2 separate regions of the Mus musculus genome follow, and region 1 is linked to region 2. A link is a contact called in public promoter capture Hi-C data. All regions are on one chromosome and are shown on one strand. The core of a region is the stretch at or near the end of the contact, and the rest is flanking DNA. Distances in the headings are between cores, read along the strand shown. Region 1 holds the start of Stk31 (serine threonine kinase 31). Region 2 overlaps Igf2bp3 (insulin-like growth factor 2 mRNA binding protein 3).

Region 1 (5,413 bases), core at 2,642-5,141, 300 kb after region 2:
TGATGGAGTGTCACATTGTGGGATTTAACTGTAAGAGGATTAATTAAATGGGCAACAAGGCATGAGTGATTAAGTTCATGATCCAAAGGGCAGGACAGAAAGACAGCTAAGATATTTGAGGTGTATGACTACTCCTGCCTCATCTCTTATCTCTCTAACACAACAAATATAATAGAGCAAAGCAAACCCCCAAACTATATGGTCTCACACTCGATGTGTTAGGCATTGCATCAACACAAGACAAGAGAACCAAATTGGAAAGGAGAAAGTGAAAGAATATTTGCATGTAACAAGTCATCCATGTAGATTAATCTGCCAACTCTACAGAAAACAAGACAAAACCCTGCTTATCACTAGAAATAAGAACATGATGAGAAATTGAAATTACAAAAAAAGTATCAACAGTAGAATAGTAATAGAAATAATTGGGAAAATCAGATGAAAGAAGAATAAACTTTTACATTGAAAATATAGAACATTGCTTAGGAAAATAAAAGAATTGAATAAATGGATATATATACACACACATATACAGGTATGTATATGTATACATATGTATATGTATATACATATATGTACTGTGTTCAACGATCAGAAGCCTTTAGTTAAAGTGCAAATTTTCCCACTTAGATGTGTAGATTCAGCATAATTCTGATAACAATTCTTGGATGGATGAGTGTATGCCTATGTGTGACAAGTGATTTTCATTTTCTTGGAACTCAAAATAAACAATCTCAGGAAAAAAATTATGTTGGAGTATGCCTTAGATTACCTGTATTCAAGACTTTTAAAGCCTCAGAGCTCAGAACAGTTTAAAGTAAGCAGAGTTCAACATCACAAAACAAATAATCAAGAAGTAGATTTCTACATATGTGGCCCATCCATCCTTGGCAATGCTGCAAAGATAATTCATTACGTAAATGACAGTGCTTTCAAGAAATGCTGATGGAAAAATTGGACACACATATAAAAAATGTGAACCTAGAGTCACATTTTACATCGTATAAAAATTAACTGCACAACTACTATACATCTGTGTAGCATGTATATATATATATACACATACATATATATACATATATGATATATAACATTATGCATATATTTAGAAAGAAAATACAGGAAAGAAACATTTGTAGACTAGTCAGCCAGGGATTTGTTAAAAACAATACAAATGTAAGATCTATAAGGCAAAAGCCAATTAATTAGATTCCATCAAAATAACTTAAGCCCAAACCTGCCAAACCTGATGACTTGACTTTTATTCTTGGAACCTACCTGGTAGAAGACAAGAACCAATTTTCAAAAATTGTTCTCTCACTTTGACCTGTATGCAATGGCATTGTGTAAGAGGGGCCTTACAGTGTCTGTTCATTTCCCTCCCTGCCCCCCAAAAATTTTGTAAAAAAAAAATAGGTACTGTGTGTGTGTGTGTGTGTGTGTGTATGTGATGGGAATTTAATCCAGCCTCACAAACTGGTTACACTTCCAGCCCCTGAGCTTTCTCTCTTTTAAATACTTTTGCTAGAGGATGAAAAGATAGTCATAAACTGTGTAAAATGTTTACAAGTCTAAAGGAGCTACATTCACAGTATACACACACACACACACACACACACACACACACACACACACACACACATAATCAAAAGCTAATGATAAGAAAACAATCCTAACAATGGGGGATATGGATCCTGAACGGCCAACTCCTGTGACCAGGCAAGACTACCAATGGAAGTTTTGGGACACCAACCCAAGCACAAAACCTTAGACCCATAATTTGTTCTATCTACAGGATGTGCAGGAGTGGGGGATGAAGTAGAATTCGACGGATGGGCCTACAGATGACTGACCAGGATGTGAAGTGAATAAATAACTCAGTCAATTAAAAAAATGGACATCCTGAAGGATGCCTGTAGTCTCAGCAGCTGGAGCTGAAGACTGGAGGATCAGAAGTTCAAGGCCATCCTTGGTTACTTAGTGAGCCGGAAGCAAGTTGGAGCTACACAAGACCCTATCTTTTTAAAAAGGTGTGGTGGCACATGCCTTTACTTCCAGTACTCTGAGAAGCAGGGGCAGATGTATCTCCATGATTTTGAGTCCAACCAGATCTACATAGCAAGTTCAAGGCTGATTTAACTACATAGTGAAACCCTGTCTCAAAAACAAACAAAAGAATCCAGTTTAAAAAAAATCTAAAAATGTTTGAATAGAGATACTTAAGTACCTAAGAAGATATATGAAGACGAATAGAAAATAAACATACAACAACAACAACAACAACAACACAAAGATACCCAATGTTTTTATTTGGTAGATAAATAAATGCAAACAACCTCAAGGAAGTCCCTCCACTATATACAAAATATTTAAAATTAAAAACAGTGATCATATTAAGTGATGGTGAAGCTATGGAACAACCAGTTATTACTTTTTAATTTTTATTAGGTTTTAAAGATTTATTTTTATTTAATATGTATCAGAGTTTTGCCTGCATTTATGTCTGTGCAACACTTGTGCCTGAGGCAGTCAGAGAGGCTGTTGGATTCCCTGGAACTGGAGTAGACCTTTGTGAGCTGCCAAATGGGTGGGTTCTGGGAACAAAACCTAGGACCTCTGGAAGACCAGACATTACTTTTAACTACTGAGGCATTTCTTCAGCCTTGCAACTAGAATATATAAACTTTGATGGTGGTAATATAAATTAGAGTAGCTTCTTTGTTAAATAGTCTGGCAACTTCTTGTACACTCTTCTACCATTTAACCATCCACTAGGGGACATTAGCCCAAAAGAAATGAAAGGGTATGTCCACGGAAAGAATTGAAGGCCATAACAGCTTTATTTGAGAGAAGTCTAAAGTCAAAACAACCCTTCTACCCAGAAATGTAGAAAACCTGTTAGGCATCCACAGTGGACTAGTACCTGGGAAGTTACAAGCTGTTGATATATAGAAGAAAACAGGTGGAATTATCTTAAGATACCCATGCCATTTGAAAGAAGGCAAATAAAATGGTCTTTATGTGTGATTCTGTCAACAGTTTTAGAAAAAAAAAAAAAAAGAATTAACGTTCAGTTACAAGAAACAGAAAGGTACATAAGGAGGGCCAGTTAATGTAAACAACATGAAGAAACTTTTGAGGTTGATGGAAATGTTTTATTATGGGGATGACTTCAGTGATGTATAAAAATATTAAAATACTTTACACTTTAATATCTGTAGTCTATGCAAATTATACTTTAAGCTTTAGAAATTAAATGGAGGGCTCCTTGGTAGTGATCTTTCGTGAGGCCTTGGTTTTAATTCATTCCTTTGCAAAACAAAAGAACTAGATAGAGATGGTTTTTAGCTGTGCAATGTTTCCTCCAAGTGTAATAACTTGCCTATAACCCTATCCCATCCCAGTCCCCACCGATCCCTGCTGTCCCCTGCAATGTTTGATGTGGATGCGAAGTTTGGGGAGAAATATGTGTAAAGCTATTGATCTATAAAATGATATTGTCACTTATTACGGTATTCTTTTCTTTGGGAAAAGAATATCCAGTTTGTCCCAATTTTGGCTTTTAAAAAAAAAAAAGTTTAAATCTCGAGGTACAAATTAGGAAGACCCACGCAACTTCATGTCACGGTCTTACATCACTGGCGGGGTGTGGGGCGCCCTCCTATAAACTGACTGCACACAGGGCCAGGCTGCTGCTTTCGGGAGCAGAGCGGAGCGCGTGCGTGGACCGTGGGCGGCCTGGCTGCGCTCGAGGCCTTGAGGCCGGCCACCCACGTGACCAGGGCTGCGCTCCCTCCGCTATAGCGCAGCAGCACCTCGCGCATGCGCAGGCGCAGTGCGTGCCCTGAGGCGTGGAAGCTCGGCGGTAAGCGGCGCCAAGGGCTGGCCTGAGGGCTGGAGGGCTGAGGGTGGAGCGCCTGGTATGTGGGGCCAGCGGCTCTTTGCTGGGACGGCTGTGGCGCAAAGTGTAAGGTCAGTGGTAGTCTTTGGTGGCGAGGGCGACAGGGGCCGCTCCCAGGGTGTTCTTGTCCACGCTGCTGGCGTTTTAGGTCTGGGCTGAGGCCTACTTCCGGCGAGCTCGAAGGCGCCGCAGCTTCTCGGTGAGCTGCCCGCAGACCCACTGTGTGGACAAATCTTGGTGAGCTGCCCGCAGACCCACTGTGTGGACAAATCTCGGTGAGCTGCCCGCAGACCCACTGTGTGGACGACTTTCTTCCCCTCTGGCGACGTCTGTGGTTTTAGCCTTCCAGGCCCCCCAGAAAGCCAGCATCTTTACCTCACCTTGGCCCATTTCAAGGCGAGATTTGAATTCGCCGTCGTGCCCTCCACCTCTGCTTAAAGTCACTACAGTTCCTTGGCAAGTCTTTTAACAACGATTTAAAATAAGGCTAGAAAACCAGTTTCTTAAAACAAGTGGCAGGATTTCCAAAGTAAACTTTTAATTTTTTCTGTGCCCGTGACAGTGGTAACACATGTCTTAATCCTACTCCATTCGGGAGGCAGAGGCAGGCAGATCTTTGAGTTTGAGGCCAGCCTGGTCTACAGAGAGAGTTCAGGACAGCTACTGAGAAACCTGTCTTCAAAAAACCGAAAACAACCAAGAACCAACCAACCAACCAAGCAAACAATAGTGTTTTCCAGAGAAATATTCTTTCTCACTAAAAGACTCCATTTTTTAAAAAAAATTTTTTTCCATTTTTTATTAGGTATTTAGCTCGTTTACATTTCCAATGCTATCCCAAAAGTCCCCCATACCCACCCACCCCCACTCCCCTACCCACCCACTCCCCCTTTTTGGTCCTGGCGTTCCCCTGTACTGGGGCATATAAAGTTTGCAAGTCCAATGGGCCTCTCTTTGCAGTGATGGCCGACTAGGCCATCTTTTGATACATATGCAGCTAGAGACAAGAGCTCCGGGGTACTGCTTAGTTCATATTGTTGTTTCCATTTTTTTTTTTTAAAACAGCTTCTCCACAGCTGAATTTTAAAACTACTTTTTAAAGGATCCCAGATTTGAAGATGATTCAGTGATGTTATTTGAAAAAAAATTAAGCTAGACAAAATTTGCAAGTTTTAAATTCCTATAAATAAGCTCCATTATTTGCTGTGATGAGTTAATTACTCTTTTCATAGTTGAGAGCATTTGAAACCTTGATGTAGATTAGATGTTCTTGGATGATCTAAAAGCTCTCAAAAAATGAGTCTCAAACCATGGCATGTACCCTACGTTTTAAGGGCAGTTTTGTGAAAAATTGTTTTTCCCCTATTTATTGGAATGTGTAGAATTACCTTAAAGTTGAAGGACAAACCAATGCTCTAACCACACCCCCCAGCTTTGGAGGGTGGAGAGTGCGCCTATTTTGAGAATGAAATAAAATCAGTTGGAATTGAACAGTGAAGTAGATTACATATT
Region 2 (6,219 bases), core at 230-2,729:
TTTATGAAGACAAGAGCCCACAGGTTGATTCCTGCCAACCCAACTGCAAGCTGCCAACATGGCCAGCGAAGACACCGAGCATGCACGTTGCCAGCTCCAGCTCTTGGCTAGTACTCTGGCTGGCAACTCTCACTTCCCTACTGTTTGGGCATTTCTGAAAGGAGCATTTCCTGTCATTTATAAACGAGGGTCTTGCCAATTAAGTACTGAGTGAACTAGGTTCCAGGCAAGAACTAGAGACTCTCTGAAATCTTTTGAAAGATACATCACTTTGGCTGGTTGGAGAAATCAACCTCACAGGTTCTGGGAGAGAGAATACTTTGGAAGGATGAGTGAGTAGAGATCTGGAATGGAACAGGGGCAAGAAGTTTATCCACAGACAGCCCATTCCTCTCACACAGCAGAAGTAAATAAATCTACATAAAGAAGACAGACAATTCTAAAAGTCCATAAAAAGTCGTGGGGGTGGGGGTGGGGGGTGGTTTACACATCAAAATCTACTTCTCAGGGCTAGGGAGATGTGTTAGTCAATAAATGAAAGCCTGAGTTTGGAAGCCAGCACTTATGAGAAACCAGGCACAGCAGCATGCACCTATACATCTGAGCATCATCTACACAGGGGACTCCCTGGAGCTTACTGGCTGACAGCTGAGCCAGACCAATGAGACCAGATTCAGTGAAAAAAACTTTATTCCAATTTACTCCAAAAAATAAGGTGGAGGGCTACAGAGATGGCTCAGTGGCCCAAAGTACTTGTCACATAAGCATGAGGATCCGAGGCGAGGCAGGCAGCTGCCTCGGACAAGAATGAAGTCTAAGACTGCACCCCCAACTCTGACTTCCACACCTGAGCTGTAGTGCATGTACATCCATACACATGTGCATGCCTACATGTACACATACACCATATAAAGAAACACAAACACATACCATATAGACTCATGAACACACAGAAACATACAATAGAAAAAAATAGGGCAGAGATCAAGAGGATGATGCACAAAACCGATCCCTGATCTCCACGTGCACATTGATGCAGTGCACCCTACAAATACATGCACACTCACACATATGTGCACACACACACAAACTCCTCTTAACAAGCAATATGCATTTATAATAAAAGCAGAGATTCACTCTTAACCCACACAACATCAAAGATGAAGATGGTTTTTAATAAGTATTTTGAATTCTCTGAGATAAATGCCAATAGCAAGGTCTTTCTTTTGGAACTGAACATCAATCAGATCCAGAGCTTTGCACAGTAAAGAGCTCTACCACTGAGCTATCTCCCTAGCCCAGAACAGGAAAGAACAGGAAGAAAGCAAGCTTCTTATCACAATATGGTCACCTCAGTGTGGCAGAGGGTCACCTTCACCACTCTCAGAGTAAATGCCGGGAACCCTTAGCTCATCCCAGGACCCACAACACTCCATTCTTCAGTGAGGTAATAACAAAAGGAACAGACAAGGGAATGCTGAGGGGTGGGGATGTAGCTCAGTTAGCAGAAGCCTGCTTAGCATGTGCATAGCCCTGAGTCCAATCCCCACCCAACAGAAAACTAAACAGTGTAGTGCATACTTGTGATCCTAACACTTCAGAGAAAGAAGCTTGAGACCAGAAATTCAGGATCATTCTTGGCTACACAGTGAGTTCAAGGCCAACCTGGATTATATGAGACCTTGTCTGAAAAAAGAACAAAACAAAACAAAACTGGTAAGGCTTTGGTAAATTTAACAGTTGTCCTTAAAAATTCTAGTTTCAGGGTTGGAGAGATGGCTAGCAGTTGCGAGAGCACTTGCTGCTTCTCTAGACAGCCTGAGTTCAATTCCCAGAATTTACATGTTGTCTTACAATCTTTTGAAACAACTGCTCCAGGGGATCCAAAACCCTCCTCTGGCCTTCTCATACATATGTTACACAGACATATGCAAGCCAATTATTTTATATGCATATAAAATAATTTAAAAAATGTATTTCCCAAAGTAGTCCCACTTACCAAGTACAAATAGCTAAGTACAGTTACATATATACTACTTCCTGCCTTCAAGTCCTCTAGTGGATGCTGAAGGCCACTGAGGCTTCAAAACCCTATACACACTGTGGTTTCTCTATAGCTACTTCTGAGATACACCAGAGAGAAATGCACTAGAACAATAACAAAACAGAAAAAAAGCTGTACAAGGGAGTGTACTATGTCTCCTCAATGAATATTAGCAATGGTCAACTATGGGTTAATTCAAACTGGGGGACTATCATATCAGTGATTTAAATTTAGAAATAAAGCTGAGAATCATAGACATCCATGTGAAAGCAGAATTTATTTCAGGTGGTATCCACAAACACAAGATGATTCTCAGAACACCTGTTTATACTCTGCACGTCAATAAAAATAGCCCATAGGTGTGGGGACTATGACAGGAAATGTCCTCCCATATAACTCTGAGTCTCGCTTTCTCTCTGAAAGAACTCACAGGCTCCGGAGTTTCCTTTAAGAGGTGAAAAGGCTCACTCCACCTAGACTGACAGGAATGGCTGCTCCAACATCTATTTTCCTACCCATGTTTAATAGAAACACTGCTACCTCTAGAACAATTGCTTCCCAGCTTCCTTGCAGCTAGACAAAGCTGGGTGCCTCTCAAGGGTTAAATATCAACACAGGCTTCAGATACTGCCCTTACAAGCGTTGACATTTTTTGTTTCTTTGCTGGCTGGACTGAAAACCACTAGCTAGAGCCTGAGTAACTACTTTGGGCTGGAGAATGGTGTTAAACAGTCCTGGGAGGAGGAGGCTCAGCACTGGCTTTGGGCCGTCTACCTTTGACCCCAGGACCTAGCCCTCTGCTCCCATAACACACAGGCAAGCACAGTCTCCATCTACACAGCAGACCACAGTAGATTCAGAAGACTGAGAATGGACGTGTGGCGGCTCCCACAGACATGCTTTAGCTTGATGGATGCCTAGAGTTTGAATGACAGCTGCTCTCAAGATAAAAGGGTAAAGGTATTTGGTCGTGGTGGTGGCTTTTAAACTATTCTCTGAAATAAAACAGAACAGGATAGAAAGAAGAACACATCAGCAGGGTGTTTGTGCTCACCTCAAATCTTTTCTCACATGCACCAATGTGAAAAGAAAATATGTGTACCTCCAGCAATTGTGTCTCCTCTCCTGCCTAGTAAACACTCTCGTGGAACAGCTCTTGACAATGAGCAAGCAGCAAGAAACCTCCTGTCAACACTTAAAGCCACAGTGCAAGCTCTGCCCTCTCCCACTGAGATCTGATTCAGGAAAGTGGGACAGTGGGTGGCTGCTGCTGCCAGTCTCACTACAGACCAAGTCACCCGGGGAGCTGTCAAAGTGAAGCTGGGCAGGGCCCTTCCCAGGGGAGTCTAATCAACCTGGGAACTAGAATTACAATTCCTGGGGGAAATTATAGCCAGAGAAAAGCTAGTTTCACCTCAGGCAGGGAGATAGTAATGCTGAACTCCACAGACAACTGCAGTGAATGAGTGAGAAAGGCACCAGGGAGGGATGACCACAGCAAGGCAAGTACAGAAAGGAAGGCTGGAAAAACAAGGGGGTGGAAAAAGAGAAGAGAACCCTCACCCCAAGATCCAGCTTAAATTTCCTGCTAACTTTCACAGGACTGATAAAAACCAATGTTTGTTTGTTTATTATTATTATTATTATTGGTGTGTGTGTGTGTGTGTGTGTATGTATGTCTGGTGCCTGTGGAGGCCAGATGATGATGTCAGGTCCCCTAGGACTGAAGTTACAGGCAGTCATGACCTAGAAATTGAACCTGGATCCTTTGGAAGAGCAGCCAGTACCCTTATCCACCAAACCATCTCTCTAGCCCCCTAAAACCAACGTTTTTTAAAGACATCACCATCGGGATACAAAAAGCAAAAACTAAGTTACACTTCTTTCCTATAGCCAGAGTGTTTGTGGCCTTGACTTTACCTGTCCTAGCATTCTCTGATACCTAAATATACCTCACAAAAATACCTTACAATTCTATTGGCAATTCTAAGGAAATTCTTTAAGAAAATAAGTAAATTACACAAGTTTTTGTGTAGTTTTTTTTTTTGGGGGGGGGATATTTTTCTTTTTTGAGACAAGGTTCCTCTGTATAGCCCTGGCTGTCCTGGAACTAACTCTGTGACCAGGCTGGCCTTGAACTCAGAAATCCACCTGCCTCTGCCTCCCTAGTGCTGAGATTAAAGGCATGCGCCACCACTGCCCAGCTTTTGTGTAGTTTTAAACTCTGCTTTCTGGGGGATCATGGAGATAGGGTCTGTACTTAGCTCTGACTCTCCTGGAACTCACTATGTAGACCTAACTGGCCTTGAACCCAGAGATCCATCCATCTGCCTCTATTTCCTAAGTGCTTAGCATCAACACAGGCCTCTCTATCCCCCATACACCATACTTGCTTTCAACTTGAGGTCTTGCTCTGTAGCCTAGGCTTGCCTGGACCCACCAAGTAGCCCAACCTGACCTAGAACTCGCAGCAATATTCATGCCCCAGCCACTGGAGGCTGAGACTACAGGTTTTCCATTCTGAAAACAGACCCAGGGCAATAAGGAGTCTGACCTTCAGCAGCATAAATTTACAGCAGAGCTAGGTCAGACTTGGGGTGACTCCAATCTTCTTTCCTCAAGATAGTCACCATCAGGAGCAAAGCTGCCAGCTCCTTCATAGTACCCAAATCTGAGCTGAAGGCTTTACATGATGTGTATGATCCATTCAGACTTGATATTCAGTTGACAATCTGTGTACACTGTACTGGAGCAGGTTCTTCAGGATGCCCAGGGTGATGTGAACTTGTCAGTTCAAGCAGTCCTCTCTTCTTTAGTCTGTCCCACCCCCACCAAGTGGCTGAAGATACCGTGCATACATACTATCACTTCCAGGTGCTTATTTAGTCACCACTGTTAAAGCCAACCTCAATTTGTTACATAGTTTCCAGGTTTAAATAACTGGATATGGCAGGTGAGTTGCAGAGAAAGATACAAGATTCAAGGCAGAAACCTAGAGGCAGGAACAGAAGCAGACCAGGGAGGAACACTGGCTTGCTCCCCATGGCTTTGCTCATGTAAAAGCACAAATGTGACACCAGATTCAGGGACAGAAAAGGAAATTCTTACTTTTGAAATGGTACAGTGTTGACAGGATAGTACTCTAGAGTCCCTGAAGAACACCATTGTCGATTTACCTTATTCTAGGTAGTGGCACAGTTAAATTCTCAAACTGTAACACTTGAACATCTCTTAAGGTGCATGGTAGCTATATTAAGAGCGTCAAACAAATGGAGAAAGAAATCCGTCATGGATGACCCTAGAATATTAAAGACCAATGATGCAAACTCAGTGATGAATTTTCCTAGATAGGTGTCATTTCGTCTGCAAAGCTATTCTCAAAAACTGGATAGCAAAATAAGATTTACAAAAAGTATGATGGCTCACAACACAGGGAAGCAGGGTAGGAAGAGAACGCGAATGAGGTAAGCCTGGGCTACATAGAAAGACTTTGTCTAAACAATTAAATCCCTGTGCCAGAGCTGGAAAGAAAGCTCAGTGGTTAAAAGCAATTGTTCCTGCTATGGACCTGGGTTCAATTCCCGGCACCCAAATGGCCATTCATAGCTACAGATCTAGGAGATCCAACACCCCTCCTCTGACACCTGTCAGTACCAGGCATGAGAGCAAATACTCATGCACATACATTTTTTAAAAAGTCCTGTCTCCATAAATAAACACATGTGTTATATAATCTCTACAGAATACAAGCTATTCCATGTTCTATACATGAGCACAGTAGAACTGTGAGATAAACTCCCTCGGTTCACTGACCAGGAACATACGATACCCAATGGAAAACAAGCCCAGTCTATCCGGGCCTTCTAAATCCAGTAAATTCTAGGTGGTAAAAATAAAAGAGAAATTTTTCTTTGAGACAAAATCTTGCTGTGGAAAGCAGATTATCTCAACCTCGCAATCCTCCTGTCTCAGCAAGAGTGCACTTACAAGTGTGCACACTGTCCAGCATGGAAATCTCCTAAAAACCTCTTTGCTTTAACATTAAAACTATCAGCCTTGACCCCAGAGTACTGCACCAAAGACAAACCAACAAAATAAATCCACCAAAACTATTTTTTATTGAAATGACATATTTGCATAATTCTACCACCCCAAATACTTCAGAACAACTCATG

What was found. Promoter capture Hi-C pulls out the DNA fragments that hold promoters and counts their contacts.
Region 1: a contact with region 2 is called in a promoter capture Hi-C map of embryonic stem cells, with 2.6 times the contacts expected there. The contact joins the promoter of Stk31 here to the enhancer-like site in region 2. A contact is called at or near these places in 6 of 39 promoter capture datasets (embryonic stem cells, liver, pre-B cells and 1 more), 1 of 484 Hi-C or Micro-C datasets (regulatory T cells) and 2 of 9 other capture datasets (adipose tissue and liver).

Annotation. Positions count from the first base shown.
Region 1 is chr6:49,391,713-49,397,125 of GRCm38.p6, forward strand. Stk31 (serine threonine kinase 31) reads left to right here and starts at 3,892. Exons shown (of 24, transcript NM_029916.2): 1 at 3,892-3,972. The coding sequence starts at 3,923.
Region 2 is chr6:49,097,817-49,104,035 of GRCm38.p6, forward strand. The region is part of intron 10 of Igf2bp3 (insulin-like growth factor 2 mRNA binding protein 3); the gene reads right to left. It also overlaps a transcript of Malsu1 not described here. Among named protein-coding and RNA genes, the nearest start is that of Malsu1, 27 kb to the left of the region's middle. Within about 2 kb of position 1,480, at least 9 of the 459 cell types and tissues checked have an H3K27ac peak or open chromatin away from gene starts, as enhancers often do. A contact at or near this core is called in embryonic stem cells, where this site is marked.